Regions from separate parts of the Mus musculus genome. Here regions 1 and 3 are each linked to region 2. The links are chromatin contacts, called in public ChIA-PET and HiChIP or PLAC-seq maps. All regions are on one chromosome and are shown on one strand. The core of a region is the stretch at or near the end of the contact, and the rest is flanking DNA. Distances in the headings are between cores, read along the strand shown. Region 1 has its middle 40 kb from the start of Gm1647. Region 2 has its middle 25 kb from the start of Gm35584. Region 3 has its middle 28 kb from the start of Ppm1l.

Region 1 (4,133 bases), core at 1,116-3,615, 380 kb after region 2:
TCTAGGCCAGGCATGGGGCATATCAAATGACCTTGGCAACCACACATTGAATATAGCCAGGACCTCTGTCCCTGTATCCCTGATGGGGGACACCACTACCACTCCCTGAGTCAGACAGACAATTTTCTTAGACAGAAATCATTTGTGTTCAAATGACAGTCTCTTAAGACCTAAGAATTAAAATAAGCTAGCCTACCCCTAAATAATTATGCTTATGGTCTTCTAACTTGAAATACTCCATTTTTCTTCCATAGTCTGGCTTTGATTTAACAGTATTTATTTATTCATTTGAATTTTCTGAATCTATTATTTGGACAGGAGTCCCATGTCATAATGCATGTTCAGTGGTCAGAGTACAACTTTGTGGAATCAGCTCTTCAGCCTTGACATAAGTTCCGAGGGTCAAAACAGAGATCACTAGGATGTTTGACAAATACCATTACCTAGCTACATCTTAACCATCTCCGATTTCTCCATTTATTTTGTCAATTTATTAACATTTTAGTCTATAGATTGCAAGCATACTAATATAGACAAGCTTAAATAATGCCTTGTGTGCTCATAACTGATCCTCAACATATTTGTGGGGGCGGGGGCCATCCCTATGCCCTGGACATGTATGTCTTTGCCTGCACATCTAACCCCCCTCCCCCACCTCTTTTAAAGCAAATGTCAGGATAGCAAACAAAATATTTTGTTGAAGAATTTTTACATGTCAGGTAAGAAATTTCTTTTACCTTCCCTGGAATCCAGAGTTTCATGAGGTTGTAAAAAGAGTCAATTCCCTGGCCTACCCCAACATCTACCCCACTGATGAATTACTGAAGTACATGAAGAGGTTGGACCTCCAGATCCAAAACTGCAGACTCTTCATGACACAGGATAACAACAGGATGTCTGAGAGGAGTCCCAGTGAAGTTCCAGTATTGCTAATGCAGCAGAAGTCAGAGGCCTCATACCAGACCAACGAGTCATTGCGTTGAACATGTGCAAGCAAAGAAGTGTGGACTAAAGGGTGTACGGTGGGACCCACTGTGACACACTATAGCTTCTACAATGAGATTATCTTCTTTGCTAGAGGGGGGAGGTAGCAGGGGTAGAGGGCGGATACGAGGGAGGGGGAGATGAGTGGGGTTGGAGTGCATGATGTGGAATTCACAAGGAACCAACAAAAAAAAAAGTTAGAGAGAGAGAGAGAGCATTCCCATTGCTTCACAGCATCTGATGAAGACAGGCAGAGCTGTAAGAGTGGACTTCCTGCTCCTGGGAGAGGCACAGTCCACTCCTTTGAGGTTTCAAAATCTTCCTTCACTCCAGGCAAACTTGGAGCATTGCTCCTATAAAACGATGCTGGATGACTGGCAAGTTGAGATTCCCAAAGGCCAACGTGGGGAAAAAGTGGAAGGCAATAACAGAGCCATGAGCTGACATCAGCTTGGCTTAGCTAGCTGTCTGCTCTTTGACCATCAAGTTAATTACTCAGATCTTTATAACTTCTCATTCATGAGAGAGAGAGAAGACCTATGCTGTGTGCATCATTGGATCAGTAGAACAACAGAAGCTGCCAAGGTTTTTAAAACTTTAAATACTAGGCTAAGAATGAAGGTCAGTGGAACACTTGCCTTGCGTGCTCAGAGCACTAGGTTCGATCCCCAACACCTCATAAAACTAGGTGTGCTGGCTCACCCTGGAAATGGAGGCAGAAGGATCAGGAATTCAAGATCATTTTCAACTACATATAGAGTTTAAGACCAACCAACCTGAGGGACATCTCAATTAAACATTGTCTAATTACGAGCTTCTAACACGGAAGGCGATGTAAACTGTGTTTTCAGTTCTTATTTAATGTTTGCCTCTAGAGTACTGTTTGGGGTCACTTAAACTGCAGGAATTATTAAAATTGGTACTAACAACCGGAGCAAATTTTTCCAGGTAGCTTTTGAATGTGAATCGGTCCCACCATGCGTGAAGGGAAATGGGCACCACAGTGTGTATGTTTCTAAACATGTTTCATTTGAGAAAATCCGACAGCACTGTAGTGAGCTTCTGGAAGGGCAGGGAAATAGATTTGCCCTGAGTGGCTCTGCTTCTCTCTACTCCCCACTGGCCACACTGGACCCAGATAGCTGCATCACTTGCTTTAGAGAGAGGTAGTCAACGCTGCATTTTCAGATTTCAGTGACTCCCCTCAAACACCAAACTGGGTCTCTCTGGGTTCCTGAGCTCAGCACCAACTGGACCGGACTATCAGGAAGATTGCCAGGGAAAGAGTGGAGCTGGCTGCCTGCTTCCCGCTGGCTTTCTGAGCTTGCTGTGCCAGCTCTGCTGCTGTGAACTTGCACACCCGCAGTTTCCCCCTCACCCCAGCCTCTGATCTCATCACTTCCTCTTTGCTCTCTGTCTTCTCTGCTCATTTGAGACATTTCATTACCATCTTCATAGAATTCTTTTCTTTTTATTTATTTAAAAGAAGATGTACAATAAATCTTGTGGAAAATAAGCAATATATTTTACACACATACGTACACACAGAGGGGAGAGAGTTGGGGTGAGAGAGAAATACACAGAGACAGAGAAAGAGACAGAGACAGAGAGAATGGTGAAGATAGACACACATACACATAGGACTGGGGATTCTGCCTTATTGATCAGGGTCTCTGTCTTGTAACAGTGTCTCTCACTGACCTTGGAGACAGCCTGACTGTCACCAAGCGCCAGCAATCTTCCTATCTCCACGCCCATAGCTCTGGGGACTCGGAACCTTGTCCAGTTTTTGCCTGGTTGTGGGATCTGAACTCAGATCTCTATGTTTGTGCAGCAAGGAGTCTTATCCACTGAGCCATGGCCCTAACCTTCAGCCCCCAACAGGGACTTTAGTTGGTTTTGTTTTCTGAGATAGGGTCTCTCTATGTGGCCCAGGCTAGCCTTGAATGTGACATCTTCTTGCCAGTCTAAAGGTATAAGATATCTCTTTTAATTTATAAAAAAAAGCATTGATTTGTTTAAATTCTGACAGGTGGTAATTTAACACTATAAGTTTTAAGATCTGTTTTGTTATTTTTAAATTATGTGTGTATCTTTGTGGAAGGAGGTCAGATATGTTGGACCTCCCTGGCGCTGGAGTTACATGTTGTGGGCCACTTGACATGGGTGCTAGAAACCAAACTCAGGTCCTCTGCAAGAGCAGTTTGCATTAGAAACCATGCAGCATCCCTCAGGCCCCAACACTGTAAATTTATTAACTCAGATAATTCTGGACTAACGTATATCTTCACTTACTATTGTAAGTATAAAAGGTACTCTGTTGTTGCAATGAGCTCCAGGCATCAGGGCACAAGGCCGAAATAACTTGGTCTTCCTTAATAAACATGTAAATGACAAAGTACAGATGTCCCCCATTTCCTTTATGAAAAACATAAGGAGGAGAATTTTCAATGAATTCTGGAAAGACCTTGGCGCTCTACTCAGCCTGATAACTAAAAGTGTCTAGTTAATGTGGACATTCAAAGTAGTACTCGAATGGAAGTAGCCCTCAGCAAACAGATTTCCAGGGCATATGAAGGTTAGATGGCTAACTTTCAAGGATCAGTTGTATTAGAAATGAAGAGTTCCATGGTGCTGCATTTATTGATTCCTAGAAAATGAACTTTTTTTTTCTGCAAATGGGGAGAAAATGTCTTAAACTATGGAAGCAACTACCACAACACTTTAAGTTCCATTGTACACTTTTATACATTGTACAAAAAAAATGGAGAGAATCAATTAACACTTTCTGTTCCTTCTGATTTGAAAACTTGACTAGTCTTCAAAGAGAGAAAGAATATAGCAGGCAGAAGACCCACAGTTTAACCCCCAGAAGTGGAAAATAAACTTAAGAGAAGAGAGCTCACCAGACTATCACAGGTAAGCTGCACATTACTTGACTTTCAGGCCTGTGAGAACGGGTTTCAAAGTTAGCTCTCAGTTCAACTTCTCACACCACATTGAAGCAAAAGGCTGCATGGCAAGAAAGGTGATCCAGAGAGATGCTTAAACTCCCGATGACAGCTCTCATAAAGACCTACAAATATCCAGAGTAGGGGCTGGAGAGAGGGAAGACAAGAGTACTTGTTCTTGCAAAGGACCCGGGTTCA
Region 2 (4,576 bases), core at 1,870-4,369:
CTTCATTAACCAAGACCTCAAAACAGAAACTAATCACCAAGCCCGGAATACCTTTCAGGATGGAGGAAAAGGGGGACAGATTGGAGTTTTAAAGAGAGATAGAACGTGGCTGGCATATAAATTAGGAGTTCTCCATTGCCTTGGCCCACCAACGTGACCATTAGAGCATGTCTGGCCCAGGATGGATCTTACACAGATGAGGTAAGTGGAGCTTGGAAGATGACTTGAGGTAAAGCTGGGTGACATCACTGTCCCCAGTCCACAAGATTTACACAGTACACGAATACACTCTCAACTCAAGGTTAGGAGAAGCAGAGAGGCAAGGGAGGTTAGCTTAGGAAGGACCGGTTCATCATGGTGTCGGTCAGCCACCATCACGGTGTGTTTCCTGAGTTGTGTTCTTGTGATTCTCACTGAAGATAGAGCCCTCTTTTAAACAAAACAACACACCCCAACTGTTCGATCTCTCTCTCCCCATAAACAAGAGGCTCATGCTTCCTACTTCCATGGCTCTGGCCTGCCTCAAGACGAGCCCAGACTCCCAGCATGCTCTTCCATGGACTCCTGCCCTACAGCTCCATACTGCTCATCTCCCTGCAAAGCCTTCATGTTGTCTGGTTGGTTTTGGTGGTGGTGGCTCTGTCTTTGTTTTCCTGTCTCCTGGTGTCTCAGGCTGGTTCGCGCGTGCCTTGTATAGGATACTTTCCTCCTTCAGATCCACGCTTTCTCTATGTTTCTTGGCCTCCCTCAACTACGTTTTAAAAGCCTTGCATCCAATAACTTCCTCCCAAAAGTCCGATGCCTGTGACAGTTCCAGTCTGCTTTCTTCACACTGGAGAGCATTGCCTTTGAACTGTCTTACCCTGATTAACCTTCGTCATTCATCTGGTCTCTGCTCTTCTTGAAGTACTCAGGGCTTTCTTTGCTGAGAAGCTCCCAAACAGAACTAAATGGAAGTAGCCTGAGAGTCAAGCAGCAGGACCTGGCTCACTGAGCTCCAGGGTCAGAGGTCCCCTAGGTTCAGATTGCCACTGCTGGGTACCCACAAGACTGTGACATGTTCCTTGGCTATCCTAAGCCTCAATCTCCTAGCATGACACAGGAGAATAAGACCTGCCCAGCAGGATAAATACAAAAATACCTGCTTTCCTGCATATTTATAATTCATTCATAGGTGTTGTGATTATAAAAAGATAAAGGAATATTAAGATATGTTCTGTTGGGGTGTGGTGAGGTGTGGGGGAAGGAGGTGCCTCAGTGGTCCCATGCCAAGGCATCCCTTCCCCCTGAGGGACCGTCCACACGACGGTATAGTATAGAATAGGGTTTATTCTGGGCATGGAGAGGGGAGTTAAGAGGGTAAAAGAGGCAGAGAGAAAGGCAGAGAGAAGAAGAGAGTAGAGAGGTAGAGGCCAGCCATGACCACGTGGAGAGAGGATGAAAGGGAATGGGGAGAGAGGGGGAGCAAGAGGGCAAGAGACAATAGAGAAAGGCAAGAGAGTAAGAGAGAGAGGAGGAGGCAGGCAGCCCCTTTTATAGTGGGCTAGGCCTATCTGGCTGTTGCCAGGTAATTGTGGGAGTAGAGTTTAGACAGAATACCAACATTAGGTATGTTTCAAAAAGCCACTGGAGAGTATGCAGGCATGAGCACAGATTTAATTCCATCATCACTAACTGTTTCAAAAGTAGTTCTGGGACAAAGCCTTGCCCGTGCCTTGCCCATGCACACTAAGGTAGACATGGTAAATACTGGAAGGGAGTGATGGATGGATGTTGGCACTTGGAGGAGTCAGAACGGATTTAGCAAGCAGAGAAGCAAGCGTTAGGAAGACACACCCTCTGAGATGGTTCTCAAGCTGCTGTCTGTCACAGGTAAACTTGAACTCCCTCTCAGTGGTGAGCCCCGTGAAAGTCTGCTGCAGTAGCTGGGCTCAGTCAAGAGACCAGCCTCTATCTTGTAACTGTGAACTTGGAAAATGTGACTCTGACAACTGACAGCCCTGAGGGCCGACAAACAGGAGCACAGACACTAGAGTGCTCTGTTACTGCCATAAGTTCTCACCTAAGACGAAAGCTCACAGAGAACTATTCGGCCCAGGAGAGCTTTGCAAGAAGTCCCAGCCTGTTACCACCCCATAGGGCTGATGCTCGTAGGACATGGATACACCCATGAACACAAGAGGGAACATGGCTCCATGAAACTCTCCACCTGCTTCCTGGATTCTGTAAACTTCCCCATGGATTCCTCTCAGGGAAGCTCTCCTTTGCCCTGCCCTTCTCTCATGCCCTAGATAGATGAACATTGGACCAGATATCCGTCAGATGGCAACCTAAAAGAAAACTAGATTCTCCCCGGGGCCCTACCTGGACCCAGGTCCTCAGTCCCACTAAAGGATGTTTGGACAACAAAGATCATTACTACTCTGCTGTGCTCACAGTAGGATGCTAAGAGAGCACTGCTCCAGGATTGGGCTATGGAGTAAGCCACTCCCACCTTTGTATGATTTGAGCCTCTGCAGCTTCCTGGCTCTCAGCTCTTCACAGCCTTTAATCTCTCTGTGCTGCTTAGGTAAGTCAGTGTGTGTAGCACCTGCTGCTTAGTATGTTATACCTGCACAGTGCCTCTGGTTATTAAATAAAGCACAACATATAGAGTGTCTAGCACACTGCGAGCCCTCTGAAACAAGTCATGTTATATAAAATATTAGGGGCATTTCCTGTCTGATCCATCGTTCATTCCCAGTATTATTGTCTTAGACATGTAGGGAGCCTTGACACATTAACTGGTGGGATTAGTTCTCCAGACATTTGTTTCCTGAAGTCTGTCTGGATGCGGAAACAAAGCTGACTGGAGAAGTGCCTGCCTTTGTGGGGTTACTATCTAATGTCAGTCAGCAATGACTAAATGAAATCAACCCTTGACAAATAATAAAGAAACCCAGGGAGAGATCAGAACTAGAGAGCAAGGAAGAGTTCTGTTTTAGATTCTGTGAGTTGAGATTTCCCAGAGGAGGTGACACCCAGGAAGATGAAGGGGCCACAGAAACAGTATGTGCCAGAAGAAAATGTCAGTTTCGTTCAGCACCGGAGATCAACAGTGTGGGTAAGCTGGGATGCTTTGATCAGAGGAAATCAACATCACAAGCTTTTAAGAAGCCTCTTCCTTGGAAGGGCTCCCCTCCTCCTCCTCCCCTGTCTCCTCTTTGCTCTGACTACAAACAAAGCCTTTTCTACCTTATCCCTGCTTTTTCCAGGCTCTTCATTCAAATTTTATAGCCCCTTCTTCCCCTTTCTGTTCCAGACCGCTTTGATCTTTTGCCCTTTTTCCTCTCTAAGTGTTCTGTGGCCCTTTTCTGCAGAAGATGCACATTTTCGGCAAGGCTCTCATCCTTGCGCCCTCAGAGACTATCACAGAACAGCTAAAAGTGCTGAGCGCATTAGGGAGGCAGGAGCTGCAGACAGGGGGAAGGTCAGAGAGAGCTGAGCCGACACAAGGCCTGGGCAGGAGTCCCAGGACAGGTGTGGAGGCTCCAGGGCCACTGTTGAGGGATCTACCAACTAACTGCACATTACGGGCTTAGGGTCGACCCTGTTAACCCCTCCGGGTACCCCATCCTCTCTCTGCTGAGTTCAAGGCTACTGTAGTGTACACAGGAGGAGAGTACACACACTCAGGGGCTCTGTCAGCTTCTCCTGATTCTGACAGCTCAAAGTGAGGCCCATAGACAAAGCTTGGATGACATCGGTCAATGGGGCAGCATTTTGTGCCAGTCACCTGGGACCTCATCCTAGTCTTGTCAAATTGTACCACTTGTACCATTTCTGGTACCCAATATAATTTTAAAAACTAGCTCATTTCCTTTCTTTTCTGGAAAATCTTTATATCAAACTCAAAAAGAAGCAAGCAATAGGCCCTTAAAAAGAAATACAAGAAAAACTAACAGATGTGAAGGGATCGCATCGAGAGTCTCTCAAGTCTCCTGATGCTCGCTGAGTACTCTGAGCCTAAAGTTCTCTTCTGTCTGCTAGGAGGAGAAACAGAAATCAAAGACAAGCACACATGCAAGACGAAGAGGGTGCATGAGCTAAGATAAGAAGGGGCTCGGCTAGGGGAGTACTTGCTTTTGCTCTGATCAGTAGCTGAGAATTAACGGGGAAAAGGCCCTCAATACAAATGCAGTTGTGTGAAGGACTGGGTGAACCTAGCTCATGGAAGCTCATCAGTCAGTGCATTTGTATAGCAGGTCCACTCCCTACACCACCAAAACATTCATTCATTCATTCATTCCTTTTATTTCTGTGTATATGTGCCTGTCTGTGTGAATATATGACATACGTGTACCTGCCCATGGAAGTCTGAAGAAGGGATCAGATCCCTTTGAGCTGGAGTCACAGGTGGCTGTGAGTCACCTGATGTGGGTGGTGGGGACCCAACTTGAGTCCTCTGGAAGGCTCACTTAAGCCCTGAGCCATATCTCTACCTCTACACCTACCTGTTTGCCAAGGACTCCAGCAGTGGCAGGATATTGCCTCTCCAAGTGGACTCCTAACCAAGCCCCCTGCACTTTAGCATTTG
Region 3 (4,581 bases), core at 1,791-4,290, 500 kb after region 2:
CGCCGTTGGCAAGGAAGATACGTTTGCACTGACATTGATGACTGCAGATTCACAACTGAGAAAGAGGTTCATAAAAGGCTTCTGTGACAAACCCTATCCCCCCCCCCCCAACTATCCCCCAGATAGGAAACTATTGAACTCTAAAAATTGTGATAAGGATGCTGAAGTGTTGTAGCTCTTAACAATGGAGGGCTTCTGGCAGAGGTGCTGGTATGGAAGGAGCCAGTTTTCTTGAAGTGGCTGGCCAGTGGGAGCTTGATTATGCTCCAGTATATGGGCAGCAGAAATTGGACTTGTGGTTCCTCCTCCTTCTTCCTCTTCCTCCCCTTCCTCTCTTCCTCCTCCTTCTCCTTCTTCCCTTTCTTCCCCTTCCTCTCCTCTGTCTCCTCCTCCTCCTGTTCTTCTTTTTCTTTTGAAGGGGAGGTCACAGGGTGGAGGCAGACCTGGGAGGACTGGGAAGTGGGTGTGATCACTGTACATGATGTGAAATTCTCAAAAAAAAATCAATAAAAATATTACATTAGACCACATGTTCTGTATCCACTTTTCTGTCGTGGGACATCTAGGTTGTTTCCAGCTTCTGGCTATCACAAATAAGGCCGCTGTGAACATAGTGGAACACGTGATCCTGTAACATGGTGGGGCATCTTTTGGGTATATTCCCAAGGGCGGTATAGCTGGGCCTTCAGGTAGATCTACCTCAAATTTTATGAGGAATCTCCAGATTGATTTCCAGAGTGGTTGTACCAGTTTGCAATCCGACCAGCAATGAGTGTTTCTCTTTCTCCACATCCTCTCCAACATGTGTTGTCACCTGAGGTTTTGATCTTAGCCATTCTGACTGGTGTAAGGTGGAATCTCAGGGGCGTTTTGATTTGCATTTCTCTGATCACTAAGGACTTTGAACATGTCTTTAGGTGCTTCTCAGCCATTCCAGATTCCTCAGTTGTGAATTCTCGGTTTAGTTCTATACCCCATTTTTTGATTGGGTTGTTTGGTTTTTTGGAGGTTAACTTCTTGAGTTCTTTATATATTTTGGATATTAGCCCTCTATCAGATGTGGGGTTAAGTGAAGTTTTTTTTCCCAGTCTGCAGGTTGCCGATTTGTCTTATTGACTATGTCCTTTGCCTTACAGAAGCTTTCCAGTTTCATGAGGTCCCATTTATCAATTCTTGATCTTAGAGCATGAACATTGGAGGTCTGTTTAGGAAATTCCCCCCTGTGCCAATGAGTTCAAGGCTCTTTCCCTCTTTCTCTTCTATCAGATTCAGTGTATCTGGTTTTATGTCGAGGCCCTTGATCCACTTGGACTTGAGCTTTGTACAAGGTGACAAATATGGGTCTATTTTCATTCTTCTACATACAGACATCCAGTTAGACCAGCACCATATGTCGAAGATGCTTTTTCCCCTCATTGTATATTGTTGGCATCTTTGTCAAAGATCAAGTGACCATAAGTGTGTGGTTTTATTTCTGGGTCTTCAATTCTATTCCATTAATCAATGTGCCTGCCATGCAGTTGATACAGAAAATGTGGTTCATTTACACAATGGAATACTACTCAGCTATTAAGAATGAGGACATCCTGAGTTTTGCAGGAAAATGGGTGGAACTAGAAAATATCATACTGAGTAACTCAGACCCAAAAGCACGTGCATAGTACGTACTCACTAATAAGGGAATATTAGCCAAAAAAAATGTACAGAATACCCAAGATACAGTCCACAGAACTCAAAAAGGTCAACAAGCTGAAGTGCCCAAGTAAGGATACCTCAGTCCCACTTGGGAGAGAATATAAAGCAATCACAGTGGGAAGGGAGGGAGGGACATGGGAGGGAAAGCAGATGGGAGGGGAGTAGGGGGTAGAAAAGAACCTGATCTGGTATTGGGAAAGAACTGAAGCCCTGAGGGCCAGCAGAAAGGATGGAAACAGGAAACCTCCAGAAATAGGTTGGGGGAACCCTCCAGAATGCACCAGAGACCTGGGAGGTGAGAGACTCTCAGGACTCAAAGGAAGGGACCTTAGAGGAAATGCCAGACAGTAGGGAGAGGGAAATTACAGAGCCCACCTCCAGCAGGAAGGCAGGGCATCAAGTGAGAGATGGGGTTGCCATCCTACGGTCACATCTCTGACCCATAATTGTTCCTGTCTGAAAGAATTACAGGGATGGAAATAGAGAGGAGCCTGAGGAAAAGAAGGTCCAGGGACAGACCCAAAGTGGGATCCAGCTCAAGGGGAGGTCCCAAGGCCTGACACTATTACTGAGGCTATGGAGCACTCACAAAAAGGGATCTATCATGACTGTCCTCCAAAAGACCCAACAAGCAGCTGAAAGAGTCAGATGCAGATATTTGCATCCAACCAATGGACAGAAGCAACTGACCCCTATTGTTGAATTAGGGAAGGCTGAAAGAAGCTGAGGAGGGCGGCGATCCTGTAGGAGGACCAGCAGTCTCTATTAACCTGGACCCCCAGAGATCTCTCAGATACTAGAACACGAACCAGGCAGCATACACCAGCTGATATGAGGCCCCCAACACACATACAGTAGAGTACTTCCTAGTCTGTGTTCATTCAGAGATGATGTACCTAACCCACAAGAGACTGGAGGCACCAGGGAGTTTAGAGGTCAGGTGGGATGGGGTTGGGGACATCATCATGGAGACAGGGGGTGGGGAGGAGGTATGGGATATGGAACAGTTAGAGGGTGGATCAGGAGCAGGGGAGGGGAATAAAATATGGAGTGTAAAAAATAAATTAAAAAAAATTACACTGGAAAAAATAAAAATAAGCAAATCCTTCAATTAAGTAAAAATGCAACAGAAAAACAAGTCTCTTCCAGTCCTCACTGGAAAGGGTGGAAGTAAAGAAGAAACCAATTGCTCTATTTAGAAAAGACGTTGTGTGCATGCTGCAGAGAGCAATTACTGGTTAGCTGCATCACGGCTGAGAGGCTAATGTGGCGGAGCTTATTTGAGGCTGGTTGTAAAGAGTCGCTGGCACGTCATCGCTGGCACATCGTCATCGAAAAGCAGCCGCCTGGCTGGGGACTTTTCCGAAGATCACACACAACGGTTTCAGACTTTCTATTTCTGGGGCAGTGCCAAGCAATCGGCGAATCAGTGGTTTTTAACTTGGTGTCTTATTCTGGGTCTCATAACGTCAGCTGCTCAATGTGGAGGATTTTTATTAAGAGGAAACACCTGCATGAGAGAAACCTGGAAGGCAGACAGACAGACAGACTGGCAGAACTGTCAAACTGCCACCCAGCCTAACTCAGAATGGGGAAGGTGGGAAGGAAGAAGAGTCACAACCCCCCTCCACCCCGATCACCCAGCATCTAAGGACCCCTGTCAGAAAGTCCCCCAGCCAGAGTCATGTGCTGGCAGCCTATGTCTCTGGGACTGGGCCTGTCTTGGTACTTAGTATCCCCGAAGAACTTGGCTAATGGCCGTGAGTAGCTGGCCTGACCTCAGCGCAAACTTGGAGATGGATTGCAGTGTGGGCCCTCTGCCAACTGTGCCATTGAACAGTGTCAGAGTCACTGAAGGAGCCGTCTCTCTGCATCTGCCGGGGCCAGCTCCTCCTCCCCAGCACGGATGCCATCAGATGTCTTCAATGCCTGCTGCTTAGAGAAGCTTGCTCAGGCAGCCAGAGTCTGGGGGATGTGTCATGCCTCTCATGTGTGCTGACCACAGCAAAGGGGCTTCAGGCCAGAGAAGGCAGAAACATATCTTCCGCTTTAATGTTTATCAATGAGTTCCACAAGTGGCTTACTGATGTACTAGGCAGCCGTGTCTGTTATTTTGATTTCTTCTAAAAATGAAAGGGGGATAAATTGCTCAGTAAAGAGCTCCCTGGTTCTCCATGGACACAGCTCAGTCAGAAAGAAAGACAGGTCTAAAGGCCTGCTGGTGAGGGATAGCTCAGCAAAGGTCTCATGGGCTACCATCCAAAGTCCCCCCCCCCCCACACACACTTTTGACCCCTCGGTACTCATTATGTCTGTTTTCCTGCTGGGTACCTGACCTTACAACAGCATATGAGCACATGGTGTCCATCTGAACATGAGTGGTCTGGTACTGAAAGTGATATTACAAACGCCACTGGCTGGCTCCCATGTGCCATCATTTTAAGTAGAAGATAAATCTGTGATGGCTATTGGCAAATGCCTAAACATTCTCTAAATCTGTTGTTGAAGAGTGAAGTTTAAATACCGGAAACAATAGGTACCTGTCAGAATGTAAGTTGCTTAAACCACCATTTTCTGATCATCAGAACAGTCAATGTGATTGTTATCATTTGTGTTAAGTAAGGTGAACAGTTTGCAGGTCCTTCAAACTAGACACAAATTTTAGTATTTAAAATACTCTACCAAACAGGGCACATGGATGTGTGCCATTTGTGCTAGTACTTGGGAAGTGGAGACAAGTGGATCTCTTGAGTCTGAGGACAGTGTGGTCTTCATCATGAGTGCCAGGCAAGTCAGAGCTACACAGTGAGATCCTGTCTCAACAACGACAACAACCAACTCCATCACATTTGAAAACGGTGAGTTCAAAATGATGTTTATAATATG

What was found. ChIA-PET counts read pairs in DNA pulled down with a chosen protein or histone mark. HiChIP or PLAC-seq counts read pairs in DNA pulled down with a chosen protein or histone mark.
Region 1: an RNA polymerase II ChIA-PET map of memory CD8 T cells shows a contact between it and region 2, with 12 read pairs. The contact joins two enhancer-like sites. A contact is called at or near these places in 2 of 484 Hi-C or Micro-C datasets (both in CD4 T cells) and 5 of 115 datasets of contacts at active chromatin or transcription factors (effector CD8 T cells, memory CD8 T cells, regulatory T cells and 1 more).
Region 3: a contact with region 2 is called in an H3K27ac HiChIP or PLAC-seq map of thymic regulatory T cells, with 4 times the contacts expected there. The contact joins two enhancer-like sites. A contact is called at or near these places in 3 of 115 datasets of contacts at active chromatin or transcription factors (memory CD8 T cells, regulatory T cell precursor and thymic regulatory T cells).

The regions. Positions count from the first base shown.
Region 1 is chr3:69,169,021-69,173,153 of GRCm38.p6, forward strand. No RefSeq gene overlaps it. Among named protein-coding and RNA genes, the nearest start is that of Gm1647, 40 kb to the left of the region's middle. Within about 2 kb of position 2,366, at least 51 of the 459 cell types and tissues checked have an H3K27ac peak or open chromatin away from gene starts, as enhancers often do. A contact at or near this core is called in effector CD8 T cells, memory CD8 T cells, regulatory T cells and 1 more, where this site is marked.
Region 2 is chr3:68,784,467-68,789,042 of GRCm38.p6, forward strand. No RefSeq gene overlaps it. Among named protein-coding and RNA genes, the nearest start is that of Gm35584, 25 kb to the left of the region's middle. Within about 2 kb of position 3,120, at least 41 of the 459 cell types and tissues checked have an H3K27ac peak or open chromatin away from gene starts, as enhancers often do. A contact at or near this core is called in effector CD8 T cells, memory CD8 T cells, regulatory T cells and 2 more, where this site is marked.
Region 3 is chr3:69,287,006-69,291,586 of GRCm38.p6, forward strand. No RefSeq gene overlaps it. Among named protein-coding and RNA genes, the nearest start is that of Ppm1l, 28 kb to the right of the region's middle. Within about 2 kb of position 3,041, at least 109 of the 459 cell types and tissues checked have an H3K27ac peak or open chromatin away from gene starts, as enhancers often do. A contact at or near this core is called in memory CD8 T cells, regulatory T cell precursor and thymic regulatory T cells, where this site is marked.